Regions from separate parts of the Ovis aries genome. Here region 1 is linked to region 2. Evidence: chromatin contacts called from public Hi-C data. All regions are on one chromosome and are shown on one strand. The core of a region is the stretch at or near the end of the contact, and the rest is flanking DNA. Distances in the headings are between cores, read along the strand shown. Region 1 holds the start of GALNT4 (polypeptide N-acetylgalactosaminyltransferase 4). Region 2 overlaps POC1B (POC1 centriolar protein B).

Region 1 (6,353 bases), core at 1,561-4,060, 66 kb before region 2:
CCAGTCCCTGTTTTTAATACGCTTGGGTATATACCTCAGGGTTAAATTTTTAGGAACTGCTTTATTTCCTTTTACGTTCCCACAAGCATCCAGCATTATTTTTTTAATATATTGGTCTTTTTTTTTTTTCTTTTAAAGTCAAACCTGGACTGGGAATAAGTAGCAAAGCTTAGAGTCCTGCCGCAGTTTGCTGATAAGTTGCTAGTATCAACAATCTTGACACATCACCTTCTAGACTAGAGTGATGTTTCTCAATGTACACAGCTGAGACTCCCAAGGCAATCACCTAAGAGGCTTATTATTAATACATCTGTAGGGTCCTTGATTCCACTTCATATATGCTGAATCAGCATCTTTGAGACTGAGGTCCCCTAAAACCATCATTATGCATGCTAACACACGAAACTCAGAAACCTAGATTGTTGAGTTCTCAAAGGCGGGGAAAATATCTCAGTCAGGGGAAAATATCTCAGTCACTTTTGTATCCCTCACTGCCAAATATCCTGGAGATATTCAACAAACATATACTTGAACTAATATTTCAGTCTAAATTTGCTTGATTGCTATGTACAGTATTCATTACAACTAAATTCAACGAGTTAGAAAATCTGTAACAGTGTAGTATGCCTTTCATTTGTATAGACAGTGTATCTTACCAGCTGTGGTCTATGATCCCATCTTATGCTGCCAAGAATCTTTATGCTATATGTAACTTTCAGCTGAGTTCTTCAAGCTTTGTAACAGGGTAAAAAAGGATACGGACTTGGAAACTGGAAGAGCTGTCTTTGTGTAACTTTTGATAATTAAATCAAAATGTCTAAGAATCAAGTTTATAATCTCTAAAGGTCGGCCACATTTCCTATCAACTTCGCAGCGTTGCTGAAGCTCAAATGATACTCTAGTAGGAAAGTCTGCTGTAGCAATGTCTATAGTTACCATGTGTCCGGATAATTTAAACAGAACAAAAAATATGTTTCTAAGTCTTCCTAAAGACCTCAAATATGCTACTGTATCAATTTGCAGCTCTAAAGCACAGGCAAACGAGACTGAAACAGAAACACAGCAGAAAACCTTAAATGGATGGAAAACATCCGTTCATTCATTCATCACCTTTATCCAGCATCTACATTTATAACACTCTGGGCGTGTGTGAAAAACAGTGATTAAATAACTTCAAGTCTGTCCTCCAGAGATTTACTTCTTTTGTGTATATTAATAAATAGCAAGCCGCCTCATTTCAGATCAAACTGTCTTCTGCATCAAAAAATAAGCTGTGCGGGACCTGCTTCAAATTTGCGCGCGCTGTCTCTTTAACGCGTAATAGAATTCTGATTGCATCGATCACAGGTTCCTTACCCTCTCCCAACCATCGGTCTCCTACCTGTATCGGTTACTACCCTCCTTCTGGTATCAAGCCGGGGGGAGCTCAGGTGTTAGCAAACGTTGGCTTTGATGTGTGACGACACCTGATCCCCCGGCGTCCGCCTTGCCAGGTGGCGGAGGTCCGGCTTTTCGCGGCGCGGGCGCAGCCTCGGGGCTCGGCTGGCCACGCCTGGAGCGCGGGGTTTGACTGGGGCGCCGTTGTTGTAGTGACCGGGAGGCGCTGCCGCTCCGGGCGGACGGTTCCGGGCACCGCACGGTCCCCCTTCCTACCCCGCCCCCTCCCTCCCCCCGGTTCCCCCTGCGGGCAGGAGCCGGGAGCTGAGCGCTCCCCCATGGCCTCCTCCCCGGTAAGGACGGGCTGCGGTGCGCCTCCCTGGAGCCGGTCCCGCGGGTTGGGGAGCCAGGTCGGGGCTACACCCGCACCTGGCGGGGCATGGAGGCAGGCGTCCTCAGCCGAGTCCCGACCCGCGAGCTCCGCGCCCCTCGCCCCGGGGCGCCCGTGACTCATCCCTTGCCCCCGGGGCACCGGGAGCGCCGAGCCCTGGCGGAGCCCCGGGTGCTCCTCCCCGAGCTCCGACCGCCCCGGCGGCCCCATGCCCCCCCCACCCCAGAATTCTCTTAGGGTTTCCGTGGAGCGCCTGCGTCAGAATCACCTGGGAGGTTTTTGAAAAGTACCGAAGCCGGGGGGCTCCGCCTCGCACCTGTGACCGCGAGCCTGCGGGCGGGGCCCCGGAACGTGCATTTCAATCGCTCTGCCCAGGTGGTCTCGGGCGGGCGCCCGCTCCTGGGCAGCGCGAACGGGGATTCCGCCCGCTCTGCGGGGGGAGGCTGCTGCTCGGCGTACACCCCAGTTAGCTGCGGCCGCGCGTGCTCGTTCGGGGTGCTGCTGCTCCCCCACAACCCTCCACCGATGTGGCCGTTCCCGGGCCGGCTCCCGCAGGAGGGGACCGCGCTCCTCTCCGACCCCCCCACATTCGAGGTCTGCACCTGCTTTCAAAACTTGACAACTTTCCTTCCCAGGAGGACCCGGTTCTGGAGCGTTACTTTAAGGGCCACAAAGCTGCGATCACCTCCGTGGACTTTAGCCCCAACGGCAAACAACTTGGTAAGTTTTCTTTTTTTTTCTTTTTTTGTGATGAGACGCTCAATCGGTAGGATTGCCGCCCGTCCAAGCTGGGTCCCCGGGAGCATCACGACTGAGGACCCAGATGGGTAGAATCGTGCGGAGAGCGGCCGAGATGCAGTTGGAGCGGGAGTGGACCCGAGTCCGGGGTCACCTTGGTGCTCCCGCCCCCGGCCCCGCAGAGTCGCCCACAGGCCTGGGCCCGGGCCTGGCCGACCACTGGCGCGAACTCGCCACCAGGGGGAGGAAGAGGGAAGGGGAGGGGTTTGTCCTCTGCCCGGGGAGGGTGGGGTGTTGTTGGCTGTAGAGTTTGTGAAAAGTTGTGAGGCAGGCAGGAGGAAGTGGGGAGAGAGGAGTTGGGGGTGCACCGGAGGCCGAGCCCCGCGGAGGTCCCAGGTGACCCCCAGGAAGTCCCCGCGACTGCCGAGGAGCCGAACGCCTGCATGAAAAGCGGGACCTGCTCGGAAGTTCGCTCCTACCTGAGCCCGGAGCTCAAGCGGCGGGTCCCGCAGCCCTTCCCCTGCGCGCGGTGACTCTGGTGGCCGCGTCCGCGCCCCAGCCATGAAGATCCGGATGGCCGTAAGGTGGACGTGGGCACGCAAAAGCTGCCTGCTGCTGGCGCTCCTAACAGTGGCCTACCTCCTGGTGGAACTCTCCGTCTCCACTTTCCATGCCTCCTTACGAGCCGGCGGTGCCCAGGAACCGGGGTCAAGACAGCTCTCAGAGCCGGGGAAGAAAGCAGTGGATTTGTCTCGACCGCTGTATGAGAAGCCCCCTGCAGATTCCCGTGCCCTTGGGGAGTGGGGGAAAGCCAGCAAACTCCAGCTCAGCGAGAGTGAACTGAAGCAGCAAGAGGAACTCATTGAGAGATATGCCATTAACATTTACCTCAGTGACAGGATTTCCCTGCACCGCCACATAGAGGATAAAAGAATGTATGAGTGTAAGTCCAAGAAGTTTAACTACAGGAGACTTCCCACCACTTCTGTCATCATCGCTTTCTATAACGAAGCCTGGTCGACTTTACTTCGCACCATCCACAGTGTTTTAGAAACTTCTCCTGCAGTCCTTCTGAAGGAGATCATCTTAGTCGATGACTTGAGCGACAGAGTGTATTTGAAGACACAGCTTGAAGCTTACGTCAGCAATCTGGATAGAGTCCGCCTGATTAGAACAAACAAGCGCGAAGGGCTGGTGAGGGCCCGTCTGATTGGGGCCACTTTTGCCACTGGCGATGTCCTGACTTTCCTGGATTGTCACTGTGAGTGTAATACTGGTTGGCTGGAGCCACTTTTGGAAAGGATTCATAAGGATGAAACAGTGGTCATTTGTCCTGTTATAGACACCATCGACTGGAATACTTTTGAATTCTATATGCAGACTGGGGAACCCATGATTGGTGGGTTCGACTGGCGTCTAACATTCCAGTGGCATTCTGTCCCCAAACATGAAAGGGACAGGCGTAAATCCAGAATTGAACCATTCAGATCGCCCACCATGGCCGGAGGACTGTTTGCGGTCAGCAAGAAGTATTTTCAGTACCTTGGAACTTATGACACTGGGATGGAAGTGTGGGGAGGTGAAAACCTGGAGCTGTCTTTCAGGGTGTGGCAGTGTGGAGGTAAACTGGAGATCCACCCCTGTTCCCACGTGGGCCACGTATTCCCTAAGCGGGCACCATATGCTCGGCCCAATTTCCTGCAGAATACTGCTCGGGCAGCGGAAGTCTGGATGGACGAGTACAAAGAGCATTTCTACAACCGAAACCCTCCAGCAAGGAAAGAAGCTTATGGTGATATTTCTGAAAGAAAATTACTACGGGAAAGGCTGAAGTGCAAGAGCTTTGACTGGTATTTGAAAAATGTGTTTTCTACTTTGCACGTTCCAGAGGATAGGCCAGGCTGGCACGGAGCTATTCACAGTATTGGGATCTCTTCTGAATGTTTAGATTATAATGCTCCTGACAATAACCCCACAAGTGCTAACCTTTCCCTCTTTGGGTGCCACGGTCAAGGAGGCAATCAATTCTTTGAGTATACCTCCAACAAAGAAATAAGGTTTAATTCGGTGACGGAGTTATGTGCAGAAGTTCCCGAGCTAAAAAAGCATGTGGGAATGCAAAATTGTCCCAAAGATGGGTTTCCTATCCCAGCAAACATTATTTGGCATTTTAAAGAAGATGGAACCATTTTTCATCCCCACTCAGGACTGTGTCTTAGTGCTTACCGGACACCCGAGGGCCGGCCTGATGTTCAGATGAGAACTTGTGATGCTCTGGATAAAAATCAAATCTGGAAGTTTGAGACATAGATGAGCATACTTTGATGAGTGCTTTGGTCCTGAACTGACAATAGCTTCAGGGGAGTCAGCCTTCAGAGAGCCTCAGTGAAGATTTATTTCATCAACATTCACCCAGTGGTCATCTGCGAGACCTCTGTAAAAGCGGCGGAGCGTTTTGGTTAAAAAAACAAAAACAAAAAAAAAACCCCACTGAAACTGGGTAAACAGAGAGCTATTGTTTAATATTTCAAAGTGCCTTATTTTGGGGTTGTTTTATTTAAGAGCTTTGTCAATATGTTCTCTTACTTCTTAAAGAAGTTGACTCGACTGTGACTTGAGATACACAAAACATTTGAGTGCCAGACTTAATCTTAAAGAATATAAAAGTCCAGGCAAAATGAGGGATGATTTATGTTGATGGGTAAGTTCACTGCACATCTCATTAAAAAGAAAAAAACAAAAAACTCAGAAATGTGCAGTTCAAGCTGTTGCTATTTTTGTTGTACATAGAATTTGAATTTCCTTTAGTCAGCACATGAAATTTTAGGTTTTATTTAGTTTTTTTATTCTAATTTTCTGTTATTCAAATAGAAATCAAGGAAAGTTACTCTTCAGGAGAAAGGCCTGGTTTAGTTATCTTGTCACTGGATGTGAATTGGAATTGAGTTTAGAGGTCTTCCTAACATACAGACATCTCAGAAAAATATACCCACATCTGAATGAAATGGGAATCATTTACATTCCACACTTTGTGGAATTGAGGGGATTGAGCTGTTAGACTTAACTGCTCTATGTTGATACCTCAGATCGCTCTGATTTTGTAAGCTGTCCTCTCTGTGAACTTGTTTGTGTATATGGGGTATTTTCTGATTGCACTTCATTAAACTTTGAATGTATCAGAAAGGGACTCATTCAGAATACTGTGCTTCTCTTTGTTAATGCTTAATCACTTAAAGTAAACGCTTAATAATCGCTTAAAATAAACACAGTAGAGGCCAACTGTGTTTACTGAAACTTGTGAACTCAAAGTGAGACCTGTTTGACAAAGTCAGTGCAGTTCCTACAGAGTTCTTGCTGATGAGGACTTTTAAGGGTTGATCTTAAGATTTTCCAAGGGGAAGGATAGCCTCTGCAATGGTGGATGGGGCCTTACAGCTTCTTTTCTGCATGGAGTCCCAGACCTGGCGCCTAGATAGCTGTCAGTAATTGTGGGTGAATGAATGACTGGCTGAATGAATGGCTCAGCCAATCAATGTGGCTTTGGTCAAGTCATTTGATTAAATGACTCATTTTGGGCCTCAGTTTTCTCATCTGTAAAATGTGGGTGCTGGAGCAGGTCTTGAAGATTCCCTCCTGCTCTGGAATGTCCTGCTTGTACATTCAGTGACGGTGCAATCTCTACAACACTTTTATCTCCTCCCTGCTGATGTAGGTAATGTTGTTGAGGAACGGTAATTCCAGGTATGAAGCTGGGAAAAAGAAATGGTTTTTGAAAATTAAGTGAGCTGAGCTCAGCTAAAGTGGTTTTTTTTGGATTGAGTGGAAAGTTGTGGCCAGTGTTTGTATT
Region 2 (6,514 bases), core at 1,802-4,301:
TCGGACACGACTGAGCGACTTTACTTTCACGCATTGGAGAAGGAAATGGCAACCCACTCCAGTGTTCTCGCCTGGAGAATCCCAGGGACGGGGGAGCCTGGTAGGCTGCCGTCTATGGGGTCGCACAGAGTCGGACACGACTGAAGCGACTTAGCAGCAACACTGTTAGAGGGGGCGATGGGCAGATTGCTTTTAGAGTAAATGAGAGATGTAGGTCACATGAAAGAAGGCAGAAAGCATAAAATCTTCTTCACGGTGTCAGACCCCTCCTCTGTCCTTTCTGCTCATCTAACTGCAGAGCCTTTGTTAATGCTCCTGGCCTGGGCACACTGTCTTAATTAAAACATAAGACAACTTCTTTCTTTTCTAGTACAGCCCTGTCCACATTGTGCAATGGCACTTCACTAATTCACGCTGACTTTGTCTTTTTCAGACTGTCATGAGCTGGGTTACATAGTCCAAACCCCCAGACAAAACCAAACTTTCCTTCTCGAAGGAGGAACTAACTTAAAGTGTGTGCCTGACACTTTTCTTCCCCACCTTTTTGCACATTTTGATGGGAAGACATAGAGCCATTCTAAAGGATGGTGGTAGATCTTGGAGACAGGCTTCAAAACAGCTATTCTAAGAGCGTTGCGGGATATTATTGTAAGAAGGGTTGGCAGTGGTGGTATTCACTCTCTAAGTCACATCCAACTCTTTGCAGCCCTACCTATGGACTGCAGCACGCCAGGCTCTTCTGTTCTCTACTGTCTCCCAGAGTTTGCTCGAATCAATGTCCAGTAAGAAGGGGTTCAGTTCAGTTCAGTCGCTTAGTCCTGTCTGACTCTTTGCGACCCCATGAACCGCAGCACGCCAGGCCTCCCTGTTCATCACCATCTCCCGGAGTTCACTCAGACTCACGTCCATCGAGTCCATGATGCCATTCAGCCATCTCATCCTCGGTCGTCCCCTTCTCCTCGTGCCTCCAATCCCTCCCAGCATCAGAGTCTTTTCCAATGAGTCAACTCTTCGCATGAGGTGGCCAAAGTCCTGGAGTTTCAGCTTTAGCATCATTCCTTCCAAAGAAATCCCAGGGCTGATCTCCTTCAGAATGGACTGGTTGGATCTCCTTGCAGTCCAAGGGACTCTCAAGAGTCTTCTCCAACACCACAGTTCAAAAGCATCAATTCTTCGGCACTCAGCCTTCTTCACAGTCCAACTCTCACATCCATACATGACCACAGGAAAAACCATAGCCTTGAAGTTAATTAAAAAGATTTTGTCAATAATTGTTTTTTTGGTTTCTGATTTCATTATGGCCATTTGAAGTTACCTTAATCACCACATTGCATAGCAAATTCTATATGATATTGAGCAGGAAGGAAAACTTCCTTTAACTTCAACCAAATATTTATATAAAGATATTATGTGGTAGTCTGGCCGTGATTCATAGTTGAAAACTACAAGTGATCAATTTATGACTTGGAGTCTGAGATTGAGTTTTTATTTCAACCTTCTATTAAGGTTGAAACATTGTGTCATTAATTAATGGTTAATAAAACTGACCTCCTCTACCAATTTTGTATTTCAGTTCTAGGTGTGGTATATGTATTGTTTTGTACCTCTGAAAATGTTCTTTAGAGATTATCAATAATAATAATATCTAACACATGCAACATTATTCTAATTGCCTTACATAAACTGTCATTCAGTCTTCCTAAAAACTATAAAGGAAGCACCATTTGTATTCCATGAGAAATTGAGGTCCATGTAAGTTAAACCTTAGAGCTAGCAAGCAGCAACATGAGAATTGCAACCAGTCACTCTGGTTCCATTCTGTACCTATAACTATTTTCATACAGTGCTTCAGTAGAATCGAGATTTAATTTCATCCTGTTAACAAATACTGGACCTCATAGTAGCTTTAGATTATGCAACAGTGGACAGGATGGACATGTTTCTTGCTCTTCAGAATTTTTTAGCTCATGAACGCCTCGCTGTCCAGAACCTCGGCATGGGATGGAATCTGTGAGGGCACCTGTATTAATCCTCCATCATGCATGAATCCCTTGTTCGATGATGGAAAACTCAGCCTCTCATGAGGCAGCTGATTCCCATTTCAAGGCAACTGTAGTTATTGAAGCGTTATTTCCTTTAATAAAAATGGAGAGCTAGAAGGTGCTGTTAATATTCACGGAGATTAGCTTGCAAAGAACTTAACTGTAAGTGTCACTGTCTCAGCATATTTTCTTTGTGGAGAAGACTATAAACTTTTACTTAGTGAGACTTTCCTGCTTCACTTAATGAATGTGGCAGCAACTTGTAGCACGATACAGTAAAATATTGTTGTAGGAAGAATTTCCCAGCTCGTAGAAGCTCAAGGATTTCTCTATGAGAGACGCTGATCGTTTCCATATGATTTCATCTTTTGGAGCAGTTCTTGTTTCAGATGGCAAAAGCAGATTGAATTTTTCATTGGTAAACAATTTCATATCTACACTAGGTGGCAGTAGATAAAAGAAAATAAGGTGTCTGCAGGCACTTTCTGGATAGCTAGCTCACCGTTGAAAGGAAAGCAGGTCGGCCTCAGGTTTCTTATCTTTGCCTCAACTCTGGACCCAGAGCTGACGGGAAGGAGGCTGTGCGTTCTGGTCTGTGCAATGGCCAGAAAAAACCTAGGCAAATAGATGGTCTTGTATGGTTCTGATTCCTTCTTTATTGCAGTATAGGGATTGTTGGGTGTGTACCCCTCTGCCTGTAACACAAGTGGCTGGATAAATGTAAACACTTCACAGTGTTTCCAAACTTCAGCTGTACTGATCAGACATGATACTGCTTTTGAAATCATTCCAGGCCTCTTAACCACGGGTTCAGCCCCTATTCCCACAGCCCCTGACTGCTGCAGTGTTCTCACTGTTATATCCCTACTTTATTCTGTATACTGTACGTGTTCCCGCCAGCATAATCTTTCTAACGTGCATTTTGGCCTCCAGTTCTTCTGTGCCTCCCCAGAAGCCTTCACCCCACACAATCTGACCCTTGCCACCCTCTCTGGCGGCCACCTTGTGCAACAGTTTGTGTCAGCATTCTGCCTCTATGCTCAGGGAGGCTCATAACCTCATCTCCGGCCCTCCCTCTCTGCTTTTGTTTTCGTAACTTCTCTAAAGAAGTCATCTTAAGCTCTCTCTGCTCCATGGGAGGCCTTTCTCAGTCAACAGTCCCTTCCTGAGGTTCGCCAGTACACTCACTGTTGGTAGCTTTTGATACCAAGCTCTGCTGTCTTTAGGGGGCTTCCCTTGTAGCTCAGCTGGTAAAGAATCTGGCCTGGAGAAGTCCATGGACTGTGTAGTCCATGGGGTTGCAAAGAGTCAGACACGACTGAGTGCCTTTCACTTCACTTCACTTCTGCTATCTTTGTTGCCCTTTGTTTACTTCTTTATATTCATAATGTTCAGTGTAAATAGTGACCTTGTGGTTTCTTTCCTTTTTTTTTTTCCAAATTCTGAAATAATCTTCCTCCAAAGTAGTCACCACTCTATTATTCCCTTGCTTTTCTTTTAAATTTTACTATATATGTTTGAATCAATGATTAGATATTATTTCATTTTGGATAGCTCTAAACTTTATATAATGGAATCATACTGTGTATATTTTTATATAACCTGCTTTTTTATTTAACATTAAGATCCTGAGATTTGTTTGTATGGATTCTGAATTCATGCTTCCACATGTTGTTATGCGTAGTTGTATTTCATTCATTTTCACTGCTATATAAGATTCCAATGAATCTAAGACAGTAATTCCCATGATTATGTATCTGTTCTACTGTTGATAAACACTGGGGGATTTCTGATTGTGGTTTGTTTCTTGAATTTATTTATTGTATTGACAATTGATTTACAATGTAGTGTTAGTTTCTCCAAGATGGTGGTTCTTGTTTTTGCCATCACAAAAAATGCTCTATGAACAGAGTCAGCACATCACTGAGCTTTCTAGCTTTTGTAATCTGATAGGTAATAAGTGGGATTTTGCTTTACTCTTCCCTTTTCTAATTACTACTAATGTTTCTGAAAATCTCTTCATAGTCTAGATAGCTGTTAGGCTTCCTGTGATGTTTTCTTAGGACTTCTGTTCTTTTCACATTGATTTGTAGGTTTTTCCTATATATTTTATTTTTATTTTCGGGGTTTTTTCCTATATATTTTAGATATTTGTCCTTTTCCAGTTCCAAACATACCATCTCCTCCTGTTCATTATCTGATTGTTAACTTTATGGTATCCATTGTGAAACAGAAATGCTTAATATTGGTGTGAACAGGATGGACCCGTTTTTAATTTTTTCGGCCTTATGGCTTTACTTTTGCAGCTTTAGCTTAAGATATCCTTCTCTACCCCATGTCAGAAAGATATTTTTACACATTTACTCCTATTAACTTTGTAGTTTTAACATGCCATTTAGGTTTATAAATTATCTGCTGTCCATCTTTTATGTAGTGTTAGGGATCTATTTAGTGAGCCTGCTTCTCAGGTACAAGTCATCCTTCCTCTACCAATTTGTGGCACCATTTTTATTTTGTATTTGTTTTCCATTTATACAGGGCTTTGCTTCTGAGCTGTTTATGGTATAACTTTCAATAATCTTCTCTAATATCTTTACATGAATTTTATTTTTCCATAAAGGTCTCATGCATCTTGGTTTTTCTCTGATGTATTTTTAAATTTTTATAGTGTTATAAATTATGATTTTTAAAAATTTGCATTTTCTGTGTACTAAAATGCAGACATGTCATTGATTTTATATATCAATTTTGGATCTAGTAAACTCTTGTTAGTTTTAATGATTTAGTGGTAGATTCTTTTGTGATTTCTTTGTAGATAATTATATATGAATAACGAATTTTATTTCTTCTGTTTCCAATTCCTACATCTTAATGCTTTTATTTCCTTTTCTTGTCTTACTGAACTGGCTAGGATTTTTTTCTGCATCTTTTAAGGTGGGTCATTTATTTTATTTTTAATAGCCTTTCCTAGGTGAATCCCATTGATTTTCAAATGTAAAAGCAACTTTTTATTCCTGGGATAAATTCAACTTGGTCACAATGATCTTTTCTTATATACTGATAGATTTGATAGGCTAATATTTAAAAATTTTCTATCCATGCTAATATACAAATATATTTTAGAATATATTAGGAAATACCCTCTAGACTGTTACAAATGACATCCAATTTCTTATGGTATAAAAATCTAATATTAGCCTTTTTAATGTACATATGCAGATTAATCCAAAGCTTGATGTAATCGATTTGCAGACCTCCACTCCCCCTGTTGTGGACATCCTTTCTTTTGATTCTACCACAGTAAGTTTCCTTTGGCATTTAAGTGGTATTTAATTGTTTGGCATGATCCATTTTCCTTAAAAAGTATGTGGGAGAAAAGATTATAAAATTGACTAAGTAGCCTAACAGTTTAGAAAAAAACCTTATATGAAAAGTCAACTTACAATGTGTCTAAATTGCCACCAGGGGGAGCAGTACCAGTTTCCAGAAAAGTAGTTTGAGGACACTGAGGGCAGGAGAATCCATGCTGTCTCATCTCCTGTTAAGGTAGTCCATGTGACATTTCACATGCTCTTAGAGAACAGATTTCCTTTTTTGCTAATTGCCTTTCAGAGGTGCTAAACTTACTTCTCTTCTCCTTAGAAGCTGTAAGAAAAGTAGTCCTTTTCCTTTGTTCATCTCTCTTGATGGGTTTTATCAGTGTATCTGAAGTCTTAAAAAATTGAGAGTTTTAGCCTTTCAATTTGAGTGTGCTTAATCTTTGCAAGGCAGATCATTTCTGCCATCAATTCTATTAGAGCAAAACTAGAGTCCTAAAAACAAATGGGAGGAATGGCATGGTCTTTGGCAACACTACTGAAATAGTATCAGTATAGTTAAATATTTGGGGTAAATTATTCATATGTGGCCAAAAAAAAAAAAAGGCAAGAAAAACCCTTGACATTACAACATTATAAACTTTCCAGTAGATCTCAAGAATTGTATTTATTGTAGAGGAATTCTGCAGAGAACTAGTCTATCCTGAGTCTATCCTGTGTCAGAAAGAAGTCTGCTTATTAAAGGGTCTTTTAAGGGTGAATTCCATGCAGAAAGACTCCCAGATCAGTCATAAGAAGTTCCAGAGACAGGAAATCAGCTGGAGGGTCAACCTAGGGGCTGGTTGTCAAAGAGAATCCCAAGAATTGTTGGTAAGTTTCCAGGCAGTGCTAGTGGTAAAGAACCCACCTGTCAGTGCAGGACACATAAGAGATGTGGGTTCAGTCCCTGGGTTGGGAAGATTTCCCCCGGAGGAGGAAATGACAGCCCACTCCAGTACTCTTGCCTGGAGAATTCCATGGACAGAGGAGCTTGAATGGGCTCTATAGGGTCTATAGGGTCACAAAGAGTGGGACACGACTGAAGTGACTTAGCACACATGCACTTAGGACCTCAATCAGGTTTGTGGTCTTATCTCTTACAATGTTTATGTTTAT

Evidence for each region. A called contact is a pair of places that touch in the nucleus more often than the background predicts.
Region 1: a contact with region 2 is called in a Hi-C map of blood, with 2.7 times the contacts expected there. The contact joins the promoter of GALNT4 here to the enhancer-like site in region 2. A contact is called at or near these places in 6 of 16 Hi-C or Micro-C datasets (blood, hypothalamus and skin fibroblasts).

Annotation. Positions count from the first base shown.
Region 1 is chr3:125,885,790-125,892,142 of ARS-UI_Ramb_v3.0, reverse strand. It overlaps GALNT4 (polypeptide N-acetylgalactosaminyltransferase 4), which reads left to right and starts at 2,810. Exons shown (of 1, transcript XM_004006246.6): 1 at 2,810-6,353. The coding sequence starts at 3,068. The coding sequence ends at 4,816. POC1B (POC1 centriolar protein B) reads left to right here and starts at 1,674. Exons shown (of 11, transcript XM_060414018.1): 1 at 1,674-1,730; 2 at 2,404-2,488. The coding sequence starts at 1,716. LOC132659615 (a long non-coding RNA gene) reads right to left here and starts at 1,554. Exons shown (of 3, transcript XR_009600203.1): 1 at 1-1,554.
Region 2 is chr3:125,820,163-125,826,676 of ARS-UI_Ramb_v3.0, reverse strand. All of the region lies in intron 9 of POC1B (POC1 centriolar protein B), which reads left to right. Among named protein-coding and RNA genes, the nearest start is that of GALNT4, 66 kb to the left of the region's middle. Within about 2 kb of position 3,051, at least 16 of the 54 cell types and tissues checked have an H3K27ac peak or open chromatin away from gene starts, as enhancers often do.